Regions from separate parts of the Anser cygnoides genome. Here region 2 is linked to region 1. The links are chromatin contacts, called in public Hi-C maps. All regions are on one chromosome and are shown on one strand. The core of a region is the stretch at or near the end of the contact, and the rest is flanking DNA. Distances in the headings are between cores, read along the strand shown. Region 1 has its middle 44 kb from the start of PTP4A3. Region 2 overlaps LOC106042182 (a long non-coding RNA gene).

Region 1 (6,817 bases), core at 3,663-6,162:
GGTTTCACTCCAGCAGCGGCGAAATAAAAAGCGTTTCACTGTTTTGTACATCCCTGTGTGCTGCAGTGCTGCTGGGGTCGGTGGAGGGATGCACAAGGAGGGTGTATTGGGGTCCTTGGCTGGCATCTTCAACCCTCTCTTGTCCCCCCCAAATGTGTCCCAACTACACTCCCTGGGATATTTTTACCTGTCTCATCCCCCTCCCCTTTCCTCAGGGCTCCAAGGACAGATAGCGGAGGTGGCTGGGAAAGGGTAGGACCTACTGTGACCTACTGAGACCCCGGAGCACATGCTCGATTAATTACATGCTCGATTGCCAAAGCATGTCATGGTTTGTAGGTATCCACCTCGTCATCAAATAATTGGCATAAGGAAAGCCCACGCACATGCCCTGATCCAGTGCCTAGCATGTCTCAGCTGATGGAGTTGGACAAATGCTGTTGCTACTGATGCTTAAAGGTCCAGAGGTGCCTTATCCCATATAGAAAGAGCTGGCTTCACAGCAAGGCTGTAGGGTAGCAAAGCTGACCACCTGATGGTGCTGGTTGAGACCCCAAAGGACCATAGCTACTAAGCCATACTGTGCAAAACCCTTCAGGTCACCTGTGCAGCGAGTAGCCCTTGTACCAGAAACACCAAATACTTGGATCAACGATGACTGGCCTCTCTGGGCCCTATAATGAAGCAGCAATGGGAGGAACTAGCTCCCAAATAACCATCACCCACCTGCATGACCTGGCATGGGTTGGGAGCCTGGGCAGGGACTGCAGCTGGAGATGTGGTGGCTGCTTCTCCCTGTCTTTCTTCTTCTCCCATTATAGACCAGTTGAACAGCTAAATCGACTGGGTGGAGAGCAGCCACTGCGACTGAAGGCTTGAGGCAGCATCTTCCAGTTGAGCAATACCAGCTGTGTTGACCTCAGTCCACCCAGGAAGGCAGACTGGGTGGACTGGTCAGCACACCATCAAAGAGGAGACAGGCTGGATGTCTGGGCAGGCTGTCTGCTGGCAAGAAGAGGACTCTTGCAGGGAGGCCATGGTGTCCAAGCCCTCGGAGGAGTTTAAGAACAGAGCTTGTGTTTTGCCCCATCCAAGTTCAGGACAGGAGGATGACCTCTGCTATGTGATTTTTATCCCAAGCCATGATAATGCTCTGGGGTCAGCTGTGGTCAGCCCAGCTCCTCTCCAGGCTCAGGACACAATGAACAAATTAAAACTGCTGAGATAACTGAGCTAGGCATGACATGGGCACTCAGAAACATGATGGATATCTCAGCATTGCTGCAAGAACTGGAATGTGTTTTCTATGGGAAAATATCTTCCCTCGACTGGGAGAGGAAGAAGGCTGAAATGGTCAGGACTCGTAATGTTTTCTGCAGGACAGGCCTGCTTGGAAAGGAGCTTTGGAAGAGATTAAATGGGTTTTACATACCCGCTCTCACCATCCAGGCCTAACTCTAAACCTCTCAGCTATGCCCACGGGGACTCCTTGAGGAACCCAGTCACTATGATGTACCAGTTGAGCAGCAGAAGAGGTGGGCTTTAGAATCAGAGACTCATTAAGGTTGGAAAAGACCTCCAAGATCATCTGGTCCAACCATCCCCCTACCACCAATGTCACCCACTAAACCATGTCCCCAAGCACCACGTCCAACCTTTCCTTGAACACCCCCAGGCACGGTGACTCCACCACCTCCCTGGGCAACCCGTCCCAATGCCTGACTGCTCTTTCTAAGAAAAAATGTCTCCTAATTTCTAACCTGAACCTCCCCTGGCACAACTTGAGGCCATTCCCTCTAGTCCTATCACTGGTTACCTCTGAGAAGAGGCCGACCCCCAGCTCCCCACACCTTCCTTTCAGGTAGCTGCAGAGAGCAATGAGGTCTCCCCTGAGCCTCCTCTTCTCCAGACCAAACAACCCCAGTTCCCTCAGCCTCTTCTCACAGGACCTGTGCACCAGGCCCTTCACCAGCTTCGTAGCCCTGCTCTGGACCACTATATCTCAGCAGGGCCAGCAGGCCCAGGAAAAGTTTTGACCCTCTCCAGTGAGTGCTGTGCTCTGCAAAGCTCTGCCAAAGGCAAACCCCCACCGGCCTCATGCCCAGTTAGGGCAGGGAGCACAGGCCCGGGGCTCACTGCACAGGAAGCTGCTGCAAGGTGGGTGCTGACATTACTACTTTAAGGAGTGTCATCAGTTTTCCTTACACTTCCACTGCCAGATTGGTGGCTCAGAATTAGTCTTGATGATTGAACTGTTTGAAACAGGGCTTGTAAGGGCCATTTGTCCACCTCTCTGCCCCAGTAATTTGAATCCAGGGATTGATTACACCCCACAGAGCATGAGAGCTCCCAACATCACCACGTTCCTACAGGGCCAGTAACAACAGCAGGTAAAGGAAAGACATTCTGAAGAAATTCTTCACTCAGAGGAAGGTGAGGCATGGGAATAGGTGCCCAGAGAGGTTGTAGATGCCCCATCCCTGGAGATGTCAAAGGCCAGGCTGGATGAGGCCTTGGGCAACCTGATCTAGTGGGTGGCATCCCTGCCTATGGCAGGGGTTTGGAACTAGATGATCTTTAAGATCCCTTCCAACCCAAGCCATCCTATGATTCTAAGCAGTATGTCCAGTAGACCACAGCTCAACCTTTGCTGGACACGAGAGTCCACCTAGAAGAGACACTGCTCACACCTCACCCATGTAAGACCTGCTCAGTGTTTCACCACGGGCAGAGACCAGCCATGGGGAACAAAACCAGGCTTTGCTCATGAAACCAGCTGGCTTTTCCACTCTGCCCCCCATGGCCAAGGCAGGAAGGCAAAGACTGGAGGCTCCATGGAGGCCAAGGAACAGCAGTTTGCAAGAACAGACTGGTAAGGAAGGAAGGCTGACGCTAATTGTGTGAGCTCCTGAGTAATTACAGGGGTTTGGGTGGGGTAAGCAGGGAAGGGGGGAGGAAAGTCCCCTTGCACTGCTGTAGGCTCAGGGAGACTTTTCAGCAAGATGCCGGCTTGCAAGAAGGGAGAATTGCAGGTCAGATCACACCGGGGCACCGTAGCCAAAGATGTCCTTGGTTCGCCCCAGCGCTCCCCAAGCGCTCTGCAAGGCAGATCTTTATCTCCCCACCCGCTTTGAACCAGGCAGCTGCAAGGGGCACTGCCTCCAGGTTTGTGCAATAAGCAACTGGGCCTTCAATCAGCCTAATTGCTGCCTTTCCTCCCCACCAGAAGGGCCAGGGGGACTTCTTGAACGCAAGCATGTGTGCTGGAGGAACACCCGCCCGCGCTCCTGCCCGTACATGCTGTCTCCTACCTGCCTGCATTCCTCCTCGCCCTCCGTCACCAAAAATCATGCACCCCTTTGCAGGCCAGCCCCCAACTCTGCTCCAGGCCAGGCTGGTGCCTCTCCATGCACCCGTCCTCAAGAGGAGCATGACAGAAGCCCAGCAAATTGGGGTGTTTGGAAGGGTCTGGGTTGGTCACTCGTGGGTCCTGGCATCTCTTCCCAACTCGCAGCTCCTCGGTGGAGGAGTGGGTACCTGTGAGCCTACCAAAACCACATATCTCAGAGCCTTCAGTCATGCCAGAACCAAAATCAGTGAGATCCAGCCAGCTCAAGGTGGGCATCCATCGCGTGGTCTCATCCCCAGCTCTCCAGTCAGCAGGTATCTAGTCAAGAGTCGATACTGGAGACTCATGAGGGACCAAACTCCTGCAGACATCCAGCTCACATGGAGACCCACTCTGGAGACCCGCAAAGCCTTGGGAGATGACCGATCACTCTAAACTCACTCCATCAACATTATTAACCCATGTCAGAAAGCCAGCTCTCAGCAGAGCCATGGAGGAAAAAGCAGCAGAGACTTCAGTGAAGCCATGGTCCAGGTTCATGAAACTGGATAAAAAATGCTTCATGAGTGCCACTTTGTTCCCCGTTTGCAGCACACTGAGCTGTGACAAACCTCCCCTTGTTTTTTTCAGAGTGTTATTGGATTTCAAAGCCAACACCACCTTCTCTTGGGCATAACACCTCTCTCACTGTTCCCATCAACCTGCTCGGGGTTTGCAACATCTCCACCTGAGGACATGGAGCTGTCTGCAAAGGGACTTCCAACAACAACACCAACAGCATCAGGGAGAGGCTGTGAGGTGATGGCAGGCTGTGGGGGAGAAGGTCCCACATCTCCCTGGGGTCTGGAGAGCTTTGTGGGGCCGGGGCATGTATCAGGCACAGGAGGATGGGAGGTGCTGCCCCACTTGCACTGTGGTATCTGGAAACTCCCGTGTTCCTAAGGACGAAAATGTAGGGCAGATCTTGGGTTGGGAAGAAAATTAAAATGTTCTCAAGAAATGCAGCTAAAAAGTCAAGTGAGAAATTAAGTGCTGCTTGGCAAAGGTACAGGGACTCGGATCGCTGGAGGTGGGTTTTGCCCTGGGAGCTTTCCCTGCAAACAGAACAAGGAGGGGAAAGAGAAATGCTTTGCCCAGGCACATGCCACCAGCCCCACGCTTCAGAAGGGATTTTTGCAAATCGCTGCTCCTTGATGTGACCATGCCAGGGAGTCATGCTGCCCTGCTCGCCAGGCAGGACCTGAGGGGCAGAGAACTCATTTCAGCCATCAGGGAGAGAAAATGTTTGAGTGGCAGGAGGAGAAGAGGCTTGCACGGAGCCTGGAAAGGGCTGAGTCATTTGCTGACAGTGTCAGCAGCCAAGGAGAAAGCGCCGCTGCCAAACAGCCACCTGGATCTGTGTCAGAGCACCCTTAAAAAAATTATAATAAAAATTTAAACTGACAGCCTCTCCCGCATCCCGACGGAGAGCTACGTGTGCAGCCAGGGAGTTCCCTGCAGAAAGCAGCGGCGGTGGAAAATGCCTATCCCTGGCTGCAGGTGCTGGTTTCTGTTGCAACATCTCCCTTGGGGCTCGCGGAGCAGGGGAGGCTGCGCGGCTCTCCCACAGGAACCGGGCAGCCTCCAGGGACGTGTCACGGCCAAGCCGGGGCTCGGGCCAAGGACCGGGGGTGGGAGATAATTAGAGACCTGCCAGCTGGGTGCCGGGAGAAGCACGATGCGAGGGCTGCCTCCTCCGCCTCGTGGGGATAACCGCGGCGCTGGAAGCGGTGCTGACTTCAGCCCGGGACCGATTCACGGTGGGTGACAGAGGGCAGGGATCCGGGCTCAAGGCACTGAGAGGGGTCTTGATTTTGGTGTGTGGATGCTCAGCACCCCGAAGCAGGGCTGTAATCAAGAGGGATCATATGAAAACTCACCGGGTGCTGCCAAATGCCAGGGGCAAAGGTCTTGGGGCTCATTCTGGGTTTTAAACCTTCCGCGTGTGCTAACTGGAAGGAGATAACTCAACTTGGCAGTGCAGAAAACATCCAAAAACAGCCGAAAAACAGCCTGCTGTGACAGCTGTATCTACCCCACCTGTAGCCAAGTGGCCCAGACACAAAGTGTGGCTGAGTCCTTGTGGGTGCAGCTCCACAGCCTGTTCATCTGCACACTCCATCCTGGGAGGGTCTCAGGACAAAGCCCTGAGCAGGCTGGGATGACCCCAGTAGCTAACATTGCTTTGATCAGGAGGCTGGGCTGGGGTCCTTTCCAGCCTGGGCTATCCAGCGGTCCCACGGTGATCCCAGCAGAGAAAAAAATATCTTACAGCTTATAGGATGCAAAGCTGCAACAGACTCCAGAGAGCTATTCCTCTTGGGACATGCACCTTCTCCTAAAGCTGTGGCTGTCTCCTCCAACACCTTGTTTTAGGGTCAAGGCATCCCCAGCTGTAGAGGGACCTATGTCCAAACTGCATGCTCCCCACAAACACAATTCACCAATAATTATGAAGGCCCAGCTAATATGACTTTCTGCACAGCATGGTCCATGAAACAACTTTACCAAGCCCAGAAAGCTGCTTTTGGCTGTGGAGAGAAATGCAGCTTTTCTGTGATCAGCATGGTCCAAGGGATGGGCAGACATTTGTTGAGCTGCAGCAGCCTGGTGGGATGTCCAAGTCCTCAGCCTCTCACTGTTACCTTCAGCATCCTCTATGGAGAGCAGACACCAGACCCAAACGTTACACCCAATCTCAGACACCATCCAAAACAGATAAATCACTTTCCCACATGCACCCCATACTCAACCTCTCATCTGTTTTGAGTTGAGGGAGTTTTTCTCCTAAGATGAAGGTTTACCAAACACAAAGCTCTGCAGAAAGATGTCTGGCTCCATCAGCTGTTCCCACACGATCCATCGTGCCATCGACAAGGCTGAGCTGCACACCTCAATCTCTCCAGCCCTCGCTGAGGTCCCCTTCCCCAGGGATAAAACTTTTCTGCCTGGCTGGGCTGAACTCTGCATCCAAATGACCACTCCCTGTGGCTATCTGTCCACACCGCTCCACTATTTTTAATCCCTTCCCGGCTTCACCAGGAGCAATTTAGGGTTCATTTCCAGCCTGCTGGTGGGAAATACTGCGTGGCTTTGGATTTTCCTCAGAAGAAACAGATCCAGTCATTAACGACTCCCCATTGATCACCGCTTTTTGAGATCTGTCAGTTGGCCAATGCTTAGCTCATTTCACATGTGCTCTACTGATGTTGTATGGGGCTTTTTTCCCTCCCCTGCAATGCCACGTTGTACAAATCAAGCATTTTACAAGCATGTTGCACATGCAGTAACGTTTATAAACCAATCTTACGATCTAAAAGAACAAAATCAAGTTGGTACAACGAGACCTTTTTGATATAAAACCACATTGACTGGCATTTTTTATATTACTGTTCTCTATGTTTTTATGAATCAGATCCTACATCAGAC
Region 2 (6,887 bases), core at 8-2,507, 63 kb before region 1:
AAGGCTGAGCTGTCTGTCTCCATCCTTTGATTTGTCTGACCTTTTCCTTCAAGTCTACCCTAGCAGATCACCCCAGTAGCAGCAGGGCCATCTGGAGCTGTGCCCCCGGAGCAGGCTCATCCCTCCCTTTCCTGGAGGATGTGCCAGAGACCAGCAGAGAGAGCATCCCCCAAGAGCCTGACACCCCCAGAACCTGCAGCCCTAAAGGCATTCTTCATGCTGGGAGGAGAAATAGCCACGGTCAGGCTAAGTGCATACCGGGAGCCACAGCTCTCATTTAATTGCTTTCTCCTAATAGACAAGTGGGGAGAAATAGTCTTGCTGATTAGCTTCTATTTGTGAAGACCTAACGAAGCAGGGAGATGGGAATAGTCCTTAACATGGACCTCTTCCAAAGACGTAGTGGAGGAGTCCTTCTTCCCAGCTCTTTGGTGTTTTGCAAGAGTCTTTTTAAGTACCTTTATACGCATATGTGCAGAGGCACACATACACTCTCAGAAAGCAAAGCAAAAAGTCAAATATTTGTACACAAAGCAAAACATCAAATATTAGTATTTGAAAAGTGGGTCTTGCCAAGCAAAATGTATTCAGCCCTGAGTTTTCCCTTTCAGTGCTTTAAAAACGGTTTATTTCAAAATACAAACTGACCGAACTTCTTAAGTGCAGAGTCTTTTATAGACCCAAACCCCAAAATTTTAAGCAAAACTTTCAAAGTCACTTCCTATCCCCAAAAAATGTCCTGGAGATGGGCGAGCCATTCAAACCCACCCTCCCTAAGAAACAAGGTTCCCCTGATGTAAAAACAAGTTTCTTGTTTTCTGCCAGTGAAAAATTAGCATTGATTGATTAGCATTGAGGAAAAATTAGCTAATTATAGTTGTGGGGCACAGGGTTGGTGGCATGGGGACATTGGGCAGGTGTGGAGGAAAAGGCGGCTTGATCCTCACTGCAGGTGTCCACCGAGGGGGGAAGATGGTGCCCCCCTTGCAATTTGTCCCCTGGCAGGGGAATTTGGGGCAGATCCCAGCAGGATGGCAGCGGCGCAGAGCAGCCCGGTGTCTCGATTCCACGGTGCGAAGCTGGAAGTGAAATGTTGTGAATATTCTCCTTTCCCCTGCGAAGAAAGTGCCCCTTCAGAGCCAGATGGGCCCGATCCTTCCTCTCACACCGAAGCCCCTGCAATTAGTAGGATTAAGCTTGGAACAAGCAGCCTGTGTTACCCCAATATGACATTAGATGTCACCCATGCACTGCATTTACTCTCTGTCCCCCCTGCCCCGGTCCCCACATTGGAAAGCCATGGAAAACCCCTTTCCCTCCCCAAAATCCGAGGTCTGACCGTTGGGTGATTCGGGTTGGGGTGGCCCTCAGGAGGTGTCCTGGTCCAGGCACCTGGAGATGGTCCCGACACCAGACGTGCTGACGGCCCAGGATCTGACACCTCAAGGGGGAAGAGGGGATGGGAGGGGGATATCTCACTGCCTCAGGCCACGGCCCTAAGCCTTGGGGTGCAGAGGGAGGTACGTGGCTGTAACCCAGCAGAAATGGGATTTTGGCTCACAAAATGGTCCGCAGCCCAGATATTTAACTCTCCATGCAGTCTGCGAGCTGGCACTGCTCATGCCCGGGCACCCTTCGATGGGGACTGAAGGGTTTGGAGACAGGACCCCGCTGGGAGGCACCCCAAATTCAGCAAGAAAGCAGGAAACTGTACAGCTATCAGCTGTGCCAGGGACAGGACCGTGGCCAGTGAGGACACAGGGCTCCCTCCCATTTTGTAAGGCAAGTGGGGTGCTCTCCAAAACCAGGATGGAGCCAGCTGAACCCCCCCGGTGCTGTTTGGGTGCTGTCCCAACCCTACACCGGGTGGAATGGGACATCTTCCAGCATCGTCTGGGGCTGGTGGGAGGAATCCTGGCATCCTCCAGCCCCGCAGAGGACCGAAGGAGGCCGACCTCATGGAAATCCCCTTCCACGTTCCCGGCAGCGGTGTTTCCTCTCTTGCAAGGGCTTGCGGTGGTGGCAGGCGGTGGGGGGAGAGGCACTTTAGGGAGCGTGTTTACAGAGCTCCTGCCAAACCACAGGAAGTCCCAGCTCCTGGGGATGAAGAGCAGGAGGAGGAGGAGGAAGAGGAAGAGGCCAAGGCTCTGTCAGCTCCTCTCCACCGCCACCGGCAAACGAAAGCCAGAGCACTGCGCTGCTGCTTTGCAGAGCCATGTGAGAGGCAGGAGGGGCTGAATCCTTCTCTCCTCACTGTTTTATCTCGGAGCAGCTCAGGGGGTGAAGGCTGCCAGCAAAAGGAGAAAAAAGCACCTGGGAAATTCATTGTTCTTCCACCCACATCTGCTGTTTGAGCATGGCCAGGGTGGCTTTGCTCAGACACCAGAGCCCTGGCAGCTGGGGGCAGACCCTTGCAAATAAAACAAAACAGCTCACAGCCCAGAAAGCCGGTATTTATTTGTTATAAAATCAATCTGAACTGATTTGGATATGCCGTTTATTTGTTGCATTCCTCTTTACTCACCTGGGGCTTGTTGCCTTATGTGGTTCTCCCAGTGTTTGAAGGGCTGGCAGCAGAGCAGATCGAGCAGCTGAGGGACCTGCTGCCGCAGCCACCGCTCCCGGCCACGAGATGCCTCTTGCCCATTGAGGCTATCAAAGTCTTGGACAGCGCGTTTGAAGATGCTCCTGCTTGATCAGAAGGCACTGAACACCTTAATCAACATATGTGGGACTGGCATAAGAGCTCTTGGGACCAGGCACCATGGGGATCTCCTTGCTGACACCTCCTGAGCAGGATTTGGGCAGCAGGTCCATGGCACGGTGAGCATTTCACATTCTTCCTGAGATTGCAGGGCCTCCTGCTGGCAGCCCTGGGTGGCCTTGGTTGCACCCTTGGCGAAGACCACGGCCTTGTTTGCATCCTTGGTGAAGACCATGGCCTTGCTTGCATCCCTGAAGACCACGAAGACCATGCCCTCATCATATCTAAAGGGAAGCATGGCTCAACGTTCGCTGGAGGAGCACTCCCTGTCCTCACCATTTGACTCGTTCAGCGAGGACAGATACTCCACACCCTGATTTATCTGTTCACATCTGCAGGGGCACAGACAGGCAGAAAAACAACCCATCTCCTGAAATATTACCTCATGCTGCTCGAGCCATTAGGAACTGCAAATTAATCTGTAACAGACTGGATTTAAGAGCGAAAGAAAAATATAACTTCATTTGCTGGACATGCTATTTCAGAATGAATAATACCGCTCGGTTTTAATAGCCATTAAACAGCCAGGCTCAATAAAAAGAAAAGAGCAAAGTTCCCAAGAGATTTCAGCTGACAATGAATATCATACTGAATATAGGCAGGAATAAGAGTTATGCTGGCATCGTTGCTGCACTGTAGTCTATATAATTAGTACATCTCCGCACTCCTTTTTGGCAACGGCTTTATCAAATCCCAGATGTCCACAGTGAGTTAAGAGTTGCTGGAGCACCTCGCAGTCAAAAACTTTGCTCAGGCTCTCATATCCTGCAGCGTTCGTAATCATTAGTTATCTGTATGTGATGCTGGTTCCCAGAAGAATGGCCTCTCCTATTAACTGAGCCATATTTAATCTCAGGAGAATTCAGGATGTATTTGTAAGAGAAATTCAGCAGGCTGTGCCAACATTTCTTTTTCTGTTACAGTGAATTCTTACATCACGAAGACCTCTGTGATAACCCAGGGGGACTGGGCTTCTCCTTCTTAAGCTAAAAACCCCAGTTCTGCAAGCTTTTCCTCCTACGTTAGATTTCCCAGCTCTTTCTATCATTCTTTTCCTGACTTAGAGCACGGTGACAAAAATACACTGCCCCACTTCCAAGCACGTAACTTTGACTTTCAGGCCGGGCTATGTGCTTGTTTACACCTCTCAGCGTGCTCTCTGCTCCCTCTAGAAGCGGGTGGATTTCCTGACTCACATTCGCCTGGTAACCCATTGCCCAAACCGGTTGTTCCCCATTCTGTATTTGTGCAGCTGCTGCTGCCTTATTCCACCCCGTGTCTCTCCCAGCTGAAGCTCACTCTACTTTCTTTTTGGCTATTCCTCCCCTAAGATGAAGCCGCCCTACATCCCAGCTTCATCCTCCAGTGCCATTCGCGGTCTTCGTCACGTTCTGCAGATCAAATAAGCCTCCTCTCTTAGTTCATCCACCCTGCAGAGCCACGCTCACCTTTCCCTTCCCCTCTAGGAGGCCACGTTAACAAGCATCCGAGCCATACATTTTAGATGGTTTGGGAGAAAATCAGGGATGAAAGCCTTGCAGGAGCCAAGGCACATGGCAGCTGCTGCTTCTCTCCCTTCCAGAAGGACCCTCACAAAGAATTTGATGGATGTGAAAGTTTCTTCTTGACCAGACCCACCTCTTTGGTACCTACCATTTATTTGTAAAGAGGTCATTTGATTGCCTGTCCCAGCTTCTTGCTTCTTCTTTGTAGAGCTATATGTTTCCTACTGTCTTTCCCCTGCTGGCTCTGTTAATCTCATTTTACTGTACTTGGACACCTCATCTTAATGGCACTGTGCCTCACCATCCCTCATCCTAAGCATGAAACTGCCCCGTTACTCGGAAAAAACTGCCCAAAACCCTGTTTGATCCTATGCTAAACATTAGCACTGCCCTCAGAGGGTGCTGGGGTCTCATTCCTAAGCCCATCAGACCCTAAGGAAACCCTTAACCTTAAGCACACAACACATCACGAGCTTCACCACTGGCTCACGTAGTTTTGGCTCTGGCCCATAACATTGTCGGGTCTAAATGTCTTCATCAGTGGGTTCAAAAATAGCCAGCGATGCTTATCTACTCCAGGGAAATGGAACAGATAATTCATTTCACACCTGTACAGTGGACTCGCATCTGACAAAGGTTTTCCACGTCCCAGAGGGAAAGCACGTGAGCCAAATCCTGCTTTCAAGCTCAGGACTTGGTCAACCCATAGTGGCTGTGGGTACTGATGCCTGGGCAGAATTGGGGCTCTCAGCTGTGATGGGTCATGATGACTGCCAGCAGAGCACCCTCCCGTTTCTTACCCACCCCTCCAAGATGCTCTTGGAAGCCCCCTTCCCCAACAGTTAAAAAATTAAAGGAAAATAAGGGACAAGGCTAAGTGGGTGCCTATGGACACTGCCTGCTCTCCCAAGACCACCCAGGTCCAGCTTGGAGGTGTGATGCAGAAGAAGCACTTCTCTTGGAGGTTAAGAAAATTTGGATGAGGATTACCAGAAGTTTCCTGTCTACCCTCCAGAGATTTCCATTGGTGCTTGCAAAGTCAGCCCCCAGGGAGGGAAAAAGCAGTGGGAATAGGTTACGGTACTTTTTCCACGCTGGGAATGACTCGTGTCCTTCCTGCTGGAGAACCAGGAACCTTGGATTTCTTTGGTGCTTCCAAGCCAAGCTCATACCCCATCCTCCTGGGAGGGAAACTGTTCCCACAAAGACTGGGCAGAGGTGCAGGGGACGTACGAGTGCAGTGGAGGAGCTGCGGGTCCAGATCTGTGGGGTGTGTGTGCATCAGCTGCCTGGTACCTGGTGGTGTGCCAGAGAGCTGGGGCCTCGGGGGGATTCCAAACACGTTCAGCTGAAGCACCGATATTTAAAAGTTGGCTCCCTAGGGTCCTTATACAAAAAAAAAAAAAAAAAAAAAAAAAAGAGGCAGAGCATCACTCCTGGAGCTTCTTTAAGGATCTGTAAGATAGAAAGCACGATCCCCATCTCCTTGGGTGTTTTTTTTTCTTTTTTTCTTTTTATTTTTTTCTCTTTTGTGGCAAATTGTTCCCAGTCACGACAGGGAGGAATCAGAGCTTGCATTCCACCCACCCTTCAGCCGAGACCTGCTTCAGGCTGCTCAGCTCTTCTGAAGGGAGAAAAAATCCATCCCAAAGCCCTCAGTGCCAGAAGGTGGAAGGGTTCCAATGCAAACGACGGGACAAATAAGCCGGCCAGCGCCAGCCCTCTGTCAGTCAGCCTCCTCTCTGAACCAAAAAGCAAAGCAACTCCCAGAGGTCTCTCCCGCTCCGGGCATGGCTTTGCAATTATAAATTATCCCAAGATTATCTCTGGCCCCAGCGCTGCCGTATTCACCTCCTCTGTGCTTGCCGGGAGATTAATTGCTGCTGCATCGGCTGCGCTGCGGAACAAAAGCTGGGGACGCAGCAAACTCCTAATTACCACCATCGTTCAGTGGCAGCAAGGGCTGATAAATGTAAGAGTAAATAGGTGAGGAAAATGCTTTTCGTTTTAACACGGTCTGCTGGCAAGGACATCAGGATGAATGGGACCAGCCACTCATTAGGGTTGTGTTAGGTGGGGGAGCGCTGCTCAGAGCGGATCCCAGAGCTCAGATGCGTGGCATCAGCAGGCAGCAGCCAGGTACCAGGAGGTGCTTCTTGCTTCCACCACATCCTAACGTGATGTTTGGTGATGCCTGGCTGCAGCACCCATCCTAACCCCTGATACCTTCCTCTCCCACGCAGTCTGGTGGGCTCATCTGCGTCGTAGAGCTGACGGGGCATCTGCAACTGGTGGGGCGTCACCGTGGTGCCAACCTCAGTGCCCAAATTCAACTTCTTTTGCTGGTGGATCTCATGCCTCGCATGAGGAAATGTGGAGCCGCCTAAGGATACTGGTGCTACTGGTGCCCATTCTGAGCTTGCTTTCCCACTCAAAATCCCTGGTTATCTCCTGAATACCCTGCCTGAGCATGAAGTGCCCAAAAGAAGGAGCTCCGTCTCCCCTGGCCATCAATAGGAAGACCGCTGGTCTGCAGAAGTCACCCTCATCACCTTCATCCGTGGTGGGAACAAGCAGCAAACCCACACTGCTCTTCTCTGTCTCCAGGCTGGAGCAGA

The links. A called contact is a pair of places that touch in the nucleus more often than the background predicts.
Region 2: a Hi-C map of fetal liver shows a contact between it and region 1, with 2.4 times the contacts expected there. The contact joins two enhancer-like sites. A contact is called at or near these places in 5 of 7 Hi-C or Micro-C datasets (fetal liver, granulosa cells and liver).

What each region holds. Positions count from the first base shown.
Region 1 is chr2:159,905,381-159,912,197 of Taihu_goose_T2T_genome, reverse strand. No RefSeq gene overlaps it. Among named protein-coding and RNA genes, the nearest start is that of PTP4A3, 44 kb to the left of the region's middle. Within about 2 kb of position 4,912, at least 2 of the 3 cell types and tissues checked have open chromatin away from gene starts, as enhancers often do. A contact at or near this core is called in fetal liver, where this site is marked.
Region 2 is chr2:159,964,976-159,971,862 of Taihu_goose_T2T_genome, reverse strand. LOC106042182 (a long non-coding RNA gene) reads right to left here. Exons shown (of 4, transcript XR_010828845.1): 4 at 5,763-6,887. Among named protein-coding and RNA genes, the nearest start is that of PTP4A3, 16 kb to the right of the region's middle. Within about 2 kb of position 1,257, at least 1 of the 3 cell types and tissues checked has open chromatin away from gene starts, as enhancers often do. A contact at or near this core is called in fetal liver, where this site is marked.